Linked DNA regions of Mus musculus: all the other regions are linked to region 1. A link is a contact called in public HiChIP or PLAC-seq and promoter capture Hi-C data. All regions are on one chromosome and are shown on one strand. The core of a region is the stretch at or near the end of the contact, and the rest is flanking DNA. Distances in the headings are between cores, read along the strand shown.

Region 1 (2,769 bases), core at 165-2,664:
ATACATATAAAAATAGTAAATTTTTAAAATGAACCATTTGGCACATCTGACAACATCAACAAGAAAGAGCTGACATATCTTGACCTACTAATCCTCTAATAGCTCTGGTCTGATCTGTGTCCAAAGTTTTAAATTCTTATGAAGTCTCAAATGGATAAAGGTCACTTCTTCGCTGCCTCAGTCACCTCATGCCCCACATTATCCTGCTTCCACACCCCCCCAGTACAAAAGCAGGCGACAGAATTAAGGTCAGCAAAACTGCCCTAGCTAAGTAAACTGCTAATATAGAACTGAAGGAAAAATTAAAGGGCAGGAGACAGTTTCGTGTTTTTAAAGCTCCACACTCTGACACTGAGGAACCATAAGCAACGATATGAACCTTTTCCCAGAAGTGAGCAATAATCAGGACAGATGACACTGACGAATCCACCCACGCTGTCACCAATGACTGCTAATAAGAAACCTGGGATCCCTACAAAGACAGCCCCACAACACAAGAGGGAATTAAATCCTCTGAGTCCGTGATGGGTCGACACACAGCTTTGGGCCAAACTAAAATAAATAAATAAAAGGTGAAAGAGAATAGGTCTAAAACCCTGAATCTGGAGGCAATGACTAGCTACTTGTCCCAGTAGTTTGAAGCTAAGGGACCGACTGGAAAGCAGCTTGGGTCAGGACTTTTCTGCCCCGTATCTGGTCAATTTCCTCTTTTCTCTTTTCGCTCACGCCTTCCCCTGCAAAAAGGTTCTGATTGATTTCTTCATCCCGCGAGGTTTCTCCACTTCCAGTCCCCAGAAGCATCCCCAATCTCGCCGGGGGCTGGCGCTGAAGTTTCTTTTCTGCACCCTTTCGATTCCCCCTTTCCCCGGTCCCAGGGCGCCGCCCCCGCTGCGCCCGCACCCCCGCGCTCACCCCCTGAGAGTCCTTGACGAAGTAGCTTCCACTGGAGCCCTGGTAGATGCGCTCGGGATAGATGCTGCACTCGATGGCAACCTCGGCCTGCCGCACCACCACCTCGAACTCGGGGTCCTCCGGGAAGTCGTTCCGCTCGCGGTGGGTCTGAACGGCGTGCGCCGCCACGGCCGCTTGGGCGGCCAGGGCCTGGGCCTGCACCGCCACCGTGTGGGTCTGGCCCTGCGCCGCCGCGCCCCGGGCCCGGTCCAGCAGGGGCTGCCGCTCCCGGTCGTGGCCGGGCGAGCACGGCGGTGACGGGCCGGAGCCGGCCGCCGCCGCCACGCGGACCGCGCCCCCCGGTACTTGCGGAAAGTGAGCTCCGGAGCCCGACGGGAAGGTGTACTCCGGGGGTTGGGCCCGCTCGGGGGACACTAGCGGGCTCGTCTCGTCCATCCCTCAGGCCGCCGGCTCGGGGACCCGGCGCGCTCCACACCAGCGAGCTCGCGGCCGTGACCAATCCGCGGCACTCCCCCACCTCCCGCTTGGCCAACCAGGGAGCCGCGCCTCCGTAGCTCCGCCCCTAGCCTGTCCTGTTTACTTGGCGACGCGTAGGCACGGCCCCTCGCGCTTGTGTAGTGGCCAATCAGAACCTGCGCCTACGCAATCGCGGCCTCCTTAGCTTTCGCGTCACCTTCTGTGGAGACCGCGCATGCTCGAGACAAACCCGGGTTAGGTACGCCCTCTGCCCTTAGCCCGCCCCAGCTTCCAATTGGCAGACAGATCTTCGGAAGCTTTTCCGATAGCTGCTTCCTTGCTAACTTATTGACTGGCTACGCTGAGCTGACTGTGAAACTGCAAAATGTCATTTTTGTGTCACTAAGCACCAGCTATGGACAAAGAATTGAAACGACAACAATGACATAGGTCACTTGTGCTATCGCAATAAGTTAAAAAAAAAAAATCCTAGTACCTCAGCCGGGCGGATGCCTTTAAACCTTTAAACCTTGCACTTGGAAGTCAGAGGCAGGTAGATCTGTTTCTTTGAGTTTGCGGCCATAGTGAGTTCCAGGACGGCCAAGATTACACAGAGAAACCCTGTCTCGAAAAACCAAAAGTAAATAATAAATGTCAGTCTTCATGCAGTTTACATAGTATGCTTTGCTCATATACTATGTAAATCTGATCATTGAGGAAAGCTTTGGTCCCTTGAGAATAAATTAGTCCGTGACTTTATTCACCTGAATGTCTAGACACAGTTGGTCCTCGTTTTCATTAATAAAAGGAAGAAGCTTTGTCCTCACTCTGTATAAGCACCACCGGAGACAGATATAAAGCTAACAATATTAGCTGAAAGTTCGCAATAGTTCATAGACTTGAGAACGTGAGAAAAGGCCGTATACAGGGTCTGTACCAAGAGCCAGCTGCTAAAGGAAGTAGCTGAATTGCAAGGGGAGAAGGGAAGAAAAGGCATACCATGCACAGGGAGCATTGCCAAAGTGAAGGAGGAAGAAGGCTAAAGCCTATTTAGGACACCCTGCTTGGCTGAGGAAAAGCAGAGCTAAACACTAAAGGCCTAGTGAGCCAGCAGAGGGCACGTGACATCCGGAAGCTTCAGAGGGCAGAGCTTGCAGGAGTGCAATGTAGAGCGCATCCACTCTAAACCTAGAGACAGAACAGAGGCTGCAGGCATGGAGGAACAGCTAAGGCACTTGCTGCTCTTACACCGGAACCGGAACCGGAACCGGAACCGGAACCAGTTCCCAGCACTCATATCAGGTGGGCCACAAAAACCTCTAAGCCTTGCTCTAGGGAATCTGACACCCTCCTTTAAGCCTTTTCAGGTACCTTCACACGGACAGGCACAGAAGAGAGAGT
Region 2 (2,769 bases), core at 96-2,595, 1.3 Mb after region 1:
CATAGCTCTTACACTGTTCTAAGTTCCTGCACAGTACATACTTAACAGATTTCACAATCACCCCATAAGGACGTTCTGTCGTTGTTATTTCTCCTTTTACAGACGAGGAAACTGAGAAAGAGAAAATTAAGTTGTCCGAAGTCTCAGAGCAGGTTTGGGGAAAGGTTGGAGAACTGAGTTATGTACAGGGCTTACACCAGCTTCATGCAACAGCATGTACGAAACAAGGAGGGCTGTTCACTCACACACAGACACAGACAGACAGACAGACAGACACACACACACACACACACACCCATGGTCGACCTGGCAACATCGGAACACCATCCACCTTCCTTCTCCCAACTACCACGCCCCAGTCTTCTCCACATTTACAGGTTCTTCGGATGCAGCCCAGGGAAGGAAGAAGTTAATTAACTTTGACAAATGAGCAAACTCGCCTTCTCTGGCCTGGAAGGTAGAGAGTAAAGAACCTGACTGGCCTTTCCAGGAAGCACAAGAGCCGGGATGGGGAAAGTCGGGTCTCGGGAGTTACCTTGTACCGAAGCGCCTGGTGAATATCCGCAGCCAGCTGTCCTCGCCACCACTGCCCCTCCAGCTCCATGGAAGCCGGAGGTGCGCCCGGCCAGACGCCGCAACTTCAGTCTGGAAGACACGCCCCAGACGCGGTCACGGCCAGCAACTCCCCCCCCCCCCAGTCCCCCCGCGATCCTCCGCGCCCCCTCCTCCAGGGATGCGATCTCAGGTCACCCCGTGCGGCTGCTCCTCTTCACCTGACCCGACCCCGAGCCATCTTCCAACGCCAGCAAGGCCTGATCTACCCAGTCGTCTGCAATCGCCCGCTGCAAGAACTGCAGAAAGGTGCGAGCTCTGAAAGCTCCGGGCGGGACGGCCCACCTCGGGCTCTCCGAGTTCTGGGTTCGACCTCAGCCGCCTGCACTTAGGCGCGGGAGCCCTGACATTGTCAGAACGTCGCCGGAATGGAGAGTGACCAGCGCGCGACACCAGGTCCGCGCCGACAGCCCCGCACGCTCCACCACCCTGGGGGTCTGCGGTGCGCCCGCCGCAGCGCGGACCCGGAGCGGCAAACAAAAGGCCGGGCGGGCGGCCGTGCTCCGCGCCTCGCTTCCCCTCGCCTCGCTGCGCTCCCGCAGGCCTGCCCGGCCCACGCGGTTTCTTACCCGGAACCGCGGCCCTCAGAGCCCCAGCCCGGCCGGCGTGCACGGGGCGCCGGCAGCGTTCATGCCGCGGACCGTCGGCCGCGAAGCCCCCGCCTCAGCTAGGGCCCAGCACCCGGGCGCTCGCGCCGCCCATTGTTAAAGGACCGGCAGGCGGCTCGCCGTACAAAGCCAGCGCCGGGGCACGGGCCGCCCCGCGCTGCCAATCGGCTCTCGCGATACAGCGGGGTCGCGCCTCGCCGTCCAATCGGCGGCCGGGCCGAGCCAGGTGCTACTCCGTCTCCCGGGCCCCTGCCCGGTGCCGGGCGGTCTCGCTCTGCAGCCTCCGCGGTCTGTCGGCGCCCGAGGGCCGCTCACCTGCAGAGAATCTTTGATGGGTCCCGGGTGCTGGCAAAGAAAGATGCGATGTCTCAGCCCCGGGATTAAAACTTGGCAGCGCGGATCTGGCCCGCTGTCTCACTTCCGAGGGGCTGCTCTCCGGGATCCTCCCCCTACCCTAAGCCTTCCGAATGGGCTTTAGCTCTTACCAGTCCCTAAGGCGCTTTGGTTGTCGAGTTCTGCTCCAGTCTCCCCTCTAAACCCAGTACTCCTTTTAGCTCTTCTAACTCAGCTCTTCTTGTTGCTTTCACTTCGGCGATTCGCGCGAGTTGCGACTGGAATTGACATCTTTAGCAACCTGGCTTGTCAGATCCATAATGGATGTAATTGACCATCTGTGGTGGTCAAGGAAGAGACCCTAAACGGTGGGAACACTCCAGCGTCAATTGAGGCGATTGGCTGGGGCTGGAAATGTAACAGAAACCCCATCAGTTGTATTTGAGAGTGTCTGGAGGACCACCCCAAAAGAAGTAGATGGGTTCCCTCAATTTTCCAGAGACTGTAAAGCGACTTCCTTCAATATTTAAACATAAATCATGAGACCTCACCCCTTACTTTGAATATTTTGTTTAGAAAGAGGAAGAGTGACAAAGGGCTAGTACAGAAAAGGATGAGTGCACACTTCGGGAGCATGGCTTATCACCCTGGTATTTGCATCCATCCCGGAAGGGCTGCTGCAGACCCCTGTGTGACAGTGTTATACAATGCCTGGGGAGAGCAGGGGTTCAGGAAATGATGGGAAGAAACTGGAAGCATGCACGTGAAAATTGGCAGAACCCAGCCTAGCCCGGTGCATTTCGGGAAGAGACTACTAGTAGAGGGAAAGGACGTTATCTGGCTAAAATTTCCATGTCATTTATGGTATTTAAGTAGTACTCAGTTTCCAATTCACGACTACTAAGCAGCTTTTGGCTTCCAAATGATTTAGGGTCCAGGCCTTTCTTAAGAACCTTTTCAGAAAAGTGGGTCACAGACTATAATTGCCTATGCGATCCTGTAATAAGCAGGTTGTCCTACAGTCTACTTTGAACACGTTGTTTGCCGGGAGAGACCGGTTCAGAAATCATGTATTATTCTAGACTTAGATGGCTCTTTATAAGATGCCAGTATTCATCCTTGTTCATGCCTGTGTATGTCTCTGGTGGTCTCTCTAGAGTCTACATTCCTAAAAGGAATTTCGGTCTTACTATTTTTTTCATCCCTTTAGAGTGAG
Region 3 (2,769 bases), core at 89-2,588, 1.2 Mb after region 1:
ACTTTAAAAATGTTAGGGAATTTCAGCAAGTCTCTCTATTCATTCTGACCATACAAACTTTAGAGCACACTCAAATCAGACCTGTTTTGCTGGGAAAAAAAGCAATTCAATTATTATTAGTAAAATGTGCCTTAAGAAAACCAGACTTTCAAATTAACCACGCTGTGAGTTGTTTTTACATTACATCCCTGAGATAATCACAGACAGTTCAACATTCTCATGAATTCCTCAAAAACTGACCCCTTTCCCCATTTTCAAGACTTTTGAAAAAAATAATTTACAAAAACTAAAATAACCCAAATTTAAACCTGAAGCGAAAACTGACCCTTAACTTTTGTTTTCTAAACTTTGAAGTTGCATCTGTTCCATTGGTCTAGATAAGAGTTAAATCACATCATCTATGCATTCAGACCCAATACTTTTGAGTTACCAAAGCCATCTAACTCAAGATACTACCCACTTAACAAAGAGGACACCATGTTAAGAACAGATTCAAGATGGACCCTACAAGTGGGGAAAAAAAAAAAAAAAGCCCGTGACAAAGAAATCCATATGCCACTGGGTGTGGTGGTGGTGGGGGCAGTCTACAAGAGGACCACTTTCTTGCCCAACTCTGAGGGCGCGCAGTGCGTGCGCCAAGAGAGCGGGGAGTCTCTGCAAGGAAGAACCCCCAATAGCCATAGACTGGGCCCATAGTAGGGATGCCGTCGAGGCGGGCCCGCGAACCTACAGCTCGAGGGGTGCGGACTGAGGGCTGCCCAGCCCGTCTCCACCGGGCGCGGAACCCGACGAGCGATGGCTTCGCGCGCCAAACGCCCCCGCATCGCCCCCAAAACGCCGCGCCCGATCCGCCCCTTTCCCCGGAGTTCCGCTGCCCCTCGGGCGCGCGGATGTACACTGTCGCCGCGCCGTGCGCGCGCGCCCAAGTCCTAGGCTCTGAGACCGTGGGGGAGTTCTTAGGGACAAACTTACAACCAGCCCAAGCCGAGACGACAATGACCAGCCCTAAGAGCTAGCAAGAGCCCCGGGTTAGAAACCAAGGACTTCTCTAGAAAACTTTGCGGCAAGTTGGCCGGAAGCGCTGAATGGACGGGACTATTTAACATGAGCTTCCTAGCGCAAGAGGCGGATCCCCCCCAAGACCATTTGGGGGGAACCCTAGCACCCCACGATTTCGCCCTTGGCCCCTTGCCGTCTCTCTGTGCGTCCCGACATCCTAACTGGTCTTGGCGGCTCCGCACACAGGGAATACCTGCCGTGGTCCCCATTGCCTGCGAGTCCCAGATGGCGGCCATTACCCCTCCATCCGGGTACTGCCGGAAAGCCGAGCGCCGCGCTGCCGGCAGCGCACGCTGCGGCGGAGGGATCCGCGCTGCACCTGAGGCGAGCGGAAGGGAACGGCGGCCGGAAGGGCCCCCGCCTCAGCCTCCCGAGAGTAGGCCATGGCGCTGAGTCCACGGCTGACCTCGTCATACGGCGCCTCCCTGCGTCCCGCCTCACCGCCCCCCGTCTACTCACCAGCCGCGGGGATCCTACTGCGGGGGGAAGAACGGGGAAAATGGCTACCGTCCTTTCCCAAGTAGACACCAGAAGCAGGAACTGGTGTGCTTGGCAAGCCTTGGTTGACAGGAAATGGCCTCAACCCAGAGGTTTTAGGCAGCCCCCATCTTAGCAAATGGCGTGTTCCCTGTACTTACTCGGATCACGCGAGTTGTGGTATCCCTTTGACGTCCCAGTGGTTGGACGAAGCTGCTACCCAAAGCTCTGGCCCACAAGGGAGCCAACCCTGAGCTCCAGAGCAGCCCCACGCACAGGCTACCTGTGAGGGACACTCTTCTCTCCCGCCGCGACACGACCTCCTCCCACGGCACGGAGGACTCGTCTGAGCGAAGGAAGTCCTCTCAGCGAAGGAAAACCCTCGCACGCCCCTCACAGACTCAAAAATGGAATCCTTGCCCCCAAGAAAAGAATCCTTCCCCACCCCACACAAGAGTCGTACAAAGTCCAAATGTGGCTCCTCTCTTTCAGAACGTTTCAGAAGCCTACTAATCTCACTTGGTAAATAATTACCTCCCTTAAAAGAAAAAAAGGACAAAAAACACACGTGGAAGCACTGTGGAAACTGCCGCCGTCAAAAACTCGAGGCGGAGGGATATAGCAAAATATAAAAGATCGAATCTGAGAATTTTGGCTTCAACTGTGGGCCGTAGTTTTTTTTTTTGGGGGGGGGGATGCGTGGGGGCAAGGGGTAACCCAAATAACTCCTGACACGCACAAATTTTTCTTAAAACCAATTTTAAAACTGTTAAGAATTTTCCACTTTCTTAGGATATGCTTTTGAACGCATTGACCTGTGCCACACGGACTTTACCCTTTAAATTAAAAAAAAGAAAAAGAAAAAGAAAAAGAAAAAGAAAGGAATAAAACACACACGGAGAACCCTTAGTTTTGGGTGGTTTGTACAACAGTCCTCCTAGAAGCGGCAAGCTGAAATTCACACAAGAAGTACAAACATAACTATAAAAGTGAAGGTGAAATCTATTAATATCAAAAGGGCATATTTATAATCTATAATGATGTTTGCAAAATAGATTTTCTTTGGGGGGGGGCAGGGTAACAGGCCCTGAGACAGTGTAACAGAGCCCTGGCTGTCCTGGAACTCAATTTGTAGACCAGGCTGGCCTCCAGCTTACAAAGCTCTGCCTGCCTCTGTTTCCTGAGTGCTGGTAGATTTTCTCCTTAACACAATATTTTCATTGTTCCAGAAAA
Region 4 (2,769 bases), core at 78-2,577, 1.1 Mb after region 1:
CCTTCAGGATACATTGCAAGAAAACCGTGCAGGCAGATTAGAGAAAGGCAACAGTTACGGGAAGCAAGTGTCTGCATTTCTCTCCTGATGCCCTACTCTTCTGCAAAGGGACCTCACCCTTCAACCACTCTGAGGCATCAGCTCTCGGACATCCTGAAGAATGGCAAATTCAGATATAGTGCATGAACGTGAACAGTCAAGGAACCAGGAGGACCGAAGAGCTCCTCTTTGAACAAAGAACCTGGGGGTGGGGGTGGGCAGGGGCGGGAAGAAATCCGGGTTTGCTCTCTGTCTCTTCTCCTCCCTTCTCTGGCCTGGTCCTCCTTCCCACTCTCTCCTCAGCCAGGCCCTTGAAGCTATAACAGGAGAGATAACTGAAATCCCTCCACTCTGTCTCCCTCCAACCCCCCGTGCATTCTTTAGACCCAGGTCGATGGTCCTTTGATAATGTTCAGAACGTAATCTCCTTTCACAAAGGTGACTAGGATGTGCCAGGTGAGTGGGGGTGGGGGTGTTCAGGTCCAAGGGGAAGAAAGAACACGCCCTCTCATTTTTTTGTTTTTTGTGTTTTGTTGTCTCGAGGAGTATAGCAGAACTGTCTAGATGGGGTCAGAGGCAGGTGTGGGATTTCACTGTGCTTGGGATACCCCTACACCTGACATGTCGCACTGGGTGTGATGAGAGGGGAAGACATGGAGGGGAGTTAGGAGGCATCCGCCTGATGTCATGTGTTGGGAAATCACTAGGCTTGTCCTCAGCTGACTTTTGAGTGTATCCTGTCTTTATTTGAAAATGGCAAGCTTTCAGCAAGGCAACTCCTGACTCCACACAGCATACGATAGGGTCGCCTTTCCCCACCCCTAAGTGACCTTGACCTTGCACAAAGAATTACCTATCACATTTTAAATGACCACTGCTGTGACCTCGGTGACAAGAACTGTCCATTTCATGTCTTAGTTCTTAAGAAGAAGAGGCTAACCCATGGCTTAATGCAAATGAGCAGAAAGCCCCCAAAGAGCCATCCAGATATAATTGATTATTCAGCTTTTCCTTGTACCTAAGAAGTGGCAGGGTGACTCTGGCCATCTGCTAAAAACAGGGACTACCTAAGGTTTGGGACAAACAGGAAGTAGTGCTCAGTCAGAAACTTATCCAACCTGGCAACACACCTGATCATAAAAGAGCTACTGGAAGGGATTTGCATGCCCAATAAGGTTTCACTACCGAAGTTTACACAACGCACAGTAATCAGCCAGGCTGGCTGACTCCCTGGATCACATGACCTCGTAGAAACATGAAACTTGGCGATGCGCTCCAGCGAGTTTTACTTCCCCTGTGCAGGGGTGTTTGCCAGCAGCCTGTGGGTTGCTCGCAGAAGTCAGTTCCAGTGGCTTGAGTTCTTGAGGCCAGAGCCTTACCATGCTGCTCCCCAGGAAGTCCAGGAGCTGCTGACACCCCCCTGGACAGCGACACATCCTCTCTCAAGAAAATGGACAAGCTGAATAAGATAACTGTCCCTGCCAGCCAGAAGCTGAGGTAAGAGATTCCCTTCGGAGCCTTATTCCTCTTCTTTGCCCTCTAGGGCTCCTCCAGCGCTCAGAGGCACCAAAACCTTGGGATACTTGACCAGTGCCAATCGGTTAGCAATGGCTATAGGGAAGTAGATCAGCTTTTTAAAGAAACGTGTAGGAGGAGTGAAGGAACCTGCTTTGGCTGGTTTTTGCCAGGGATGGGACAAAGAGTGAAGCTCTGGGAAGGCAAGAAGATAGAAAATTTGATGGCCCACATGCTAGCAACAGCCAGCTTTCTGAGTCTGAGGAGGGGCTCATCCATGGTGTGAAGAGCGTTTGTAGTCACTGTCGCTTACTGACTCTTGTTTGTTTTGTGGGTGTTCACCCTAAGTTTATTGGGGGAACTACGCGTCTCTCCAGTACCCTCATGACTATCTATTTTAGAATGTCAGATGGCTCACTGGATAAAGTGCTGAATGTGCAGGTCTGATGATCTAAGTTCCATGCCCACAACCCAGATAAAAAACGGAAAGAGAAGCAACTCCACAAAGCTGTCCTTGGACTCCACAGTCACTGCCAGCCTGGCACATGCATGCCCTGACACATCATGCCCACACACATTTCACACACACATACACACACACATACTGATAATAACAATAACCATTTTAAAAAACAGCTTTGGCAATTTAAAGAAATATATACTAAGAAAGAATAAGCCAGCAGTGGCCTAAGGCATACATACGTCAAGAGACCATGCAAAGATGACTTCCCAGTTTTTGAGTTTGAAGAGCATTGTCTTCTGAAGTGGGGCTGATGACTCTCAGAGGCTGGAACTTTCAAACGTTTAAGGGTGTGTTATATTCCATGTGCAGGCTAGAACTTTGGACTTTCATGAGGTCATACTTAAGGGATGGAGCACTGGAGAGTCTGAGACAAATGACAAGAAAAGACATGGAGTTGATAGAAGGACAGTCTTTCACGGTGGCACATGGGTCTTCTCACTCTGAGGGGTTTGGTAAGAGGCAGACTGAGAGGTACTAAGGGGTCCAGACCAGCGGGCAGCATCAGCTGGTCAGCCATTTTATAGAGGATACCCAGGAGAGCCACAGAGCCTTTAACATGGAAGTTAGAAGGTCCCACAGGCACCCTCCATCTTCTGCTGTGCATCTCACGGAAGGGAAGGGTAGAGCAGACATCGTAGAAATAATAAGGGGGCCACGAAGTGGAGAAGAGGATTGGAGTAGCAGAGACATCT

Evidence for each region. Promoter capture Hi-C pulls out the DNA fragments that hold promoters and counts their contacts. HiChIP or PLAC-seq counts read pairs in DNA pulled down with a chosen protein or histone mark. Capture Hi-C pulls out chosen DNA fragments and counts their contacts.
Region 2: a contact with region 1 is called in a promoter capture Hi-C map of pancreatic islet. The contact joins the promoter of Ccnj here to the promoter of Pi4k2a in region 1. A contact is called at or near these places in 1 of 39 promoter capture datasets (pre-B cells), 1 of 115 datasets of contacts at active chromatin or transcription factors (acute myeloid leukemia) and 1 of 9 other capture datasets (pancreatic islet).
Region 3: a contact with region 1 is called in an HNF4G HiChIP or PLAC-seq map of pancreatic cancer cells. The contact joins the promoter of Zfp518a here to the promoter of Pi4k2a in region 1. A contact is called at or near these places in 4 of 39 promoter capture datasets (liver, pre-B cells and stem cell-derived epiblast-like cells) and 1 of 115 datasets of contacts at active chromatin or transcription factors (pancreatic cancer cells).
Region 4: a promoter capture Hi-C map of pre-B cells shows a contact between it and region 1, with 4 times the contacts expected there. The contact joins the promoter of Blnk here to the promoter of Pi4k2a in region 1. A contact is called at or near these places in 1 of 39 promoter capture datasets (pre-B cells) and 1 of 484 Hi-C or Micro-C datasets (B cells).

Annotation. Positions count from the first base shown.
Region 1 is chr19:42,089,080-42,091,848 of GRCm38.p6, reverse strand. It overlaps Pi4k2a (phosphatidylinositol 4-kinase type 2 alpha), which reads right to left and starts at 1,414. Exons shown (of 9, transcript NM_145501.2): 1 at 913-1,414. The coding sequence starts at 1,347.
Region 2 is chr19:40,829,855-40,832,623 of GRCm38.p6, reverse strand. Ccnj (cyclin J) reads right to left here and starts at 1,345. Exons shown (of 6, transcript NM_172839.4): 1 at 1,182-1,345; 2 at 536-645. The coding sequence starts at 604.
Region 3 is chr19:40,893,274-40,896,042 of GRCm38.p6, reverse strand. It overlaps Zfp518a (zinc finger protein 518A), which reads right to left and starts at 1,338. Exons shown (of 5, transcript NM_028319.1): 1 at 1,253-1,338. Mir8092 (microRNA 8092) reads right to left here and starts at 1,340; the gene lies at 1,254-1,340.
Region 4 is chr19:40,992,779-40,995,547 of GRCm38.p6, reverse strand. Blnk (B cell linker) reads left to right here and starts at 1,327. Exons shown (of 17, transcript NM_008528.5): 1 at 1,327-1,536. The coding sequence starts at 1,490.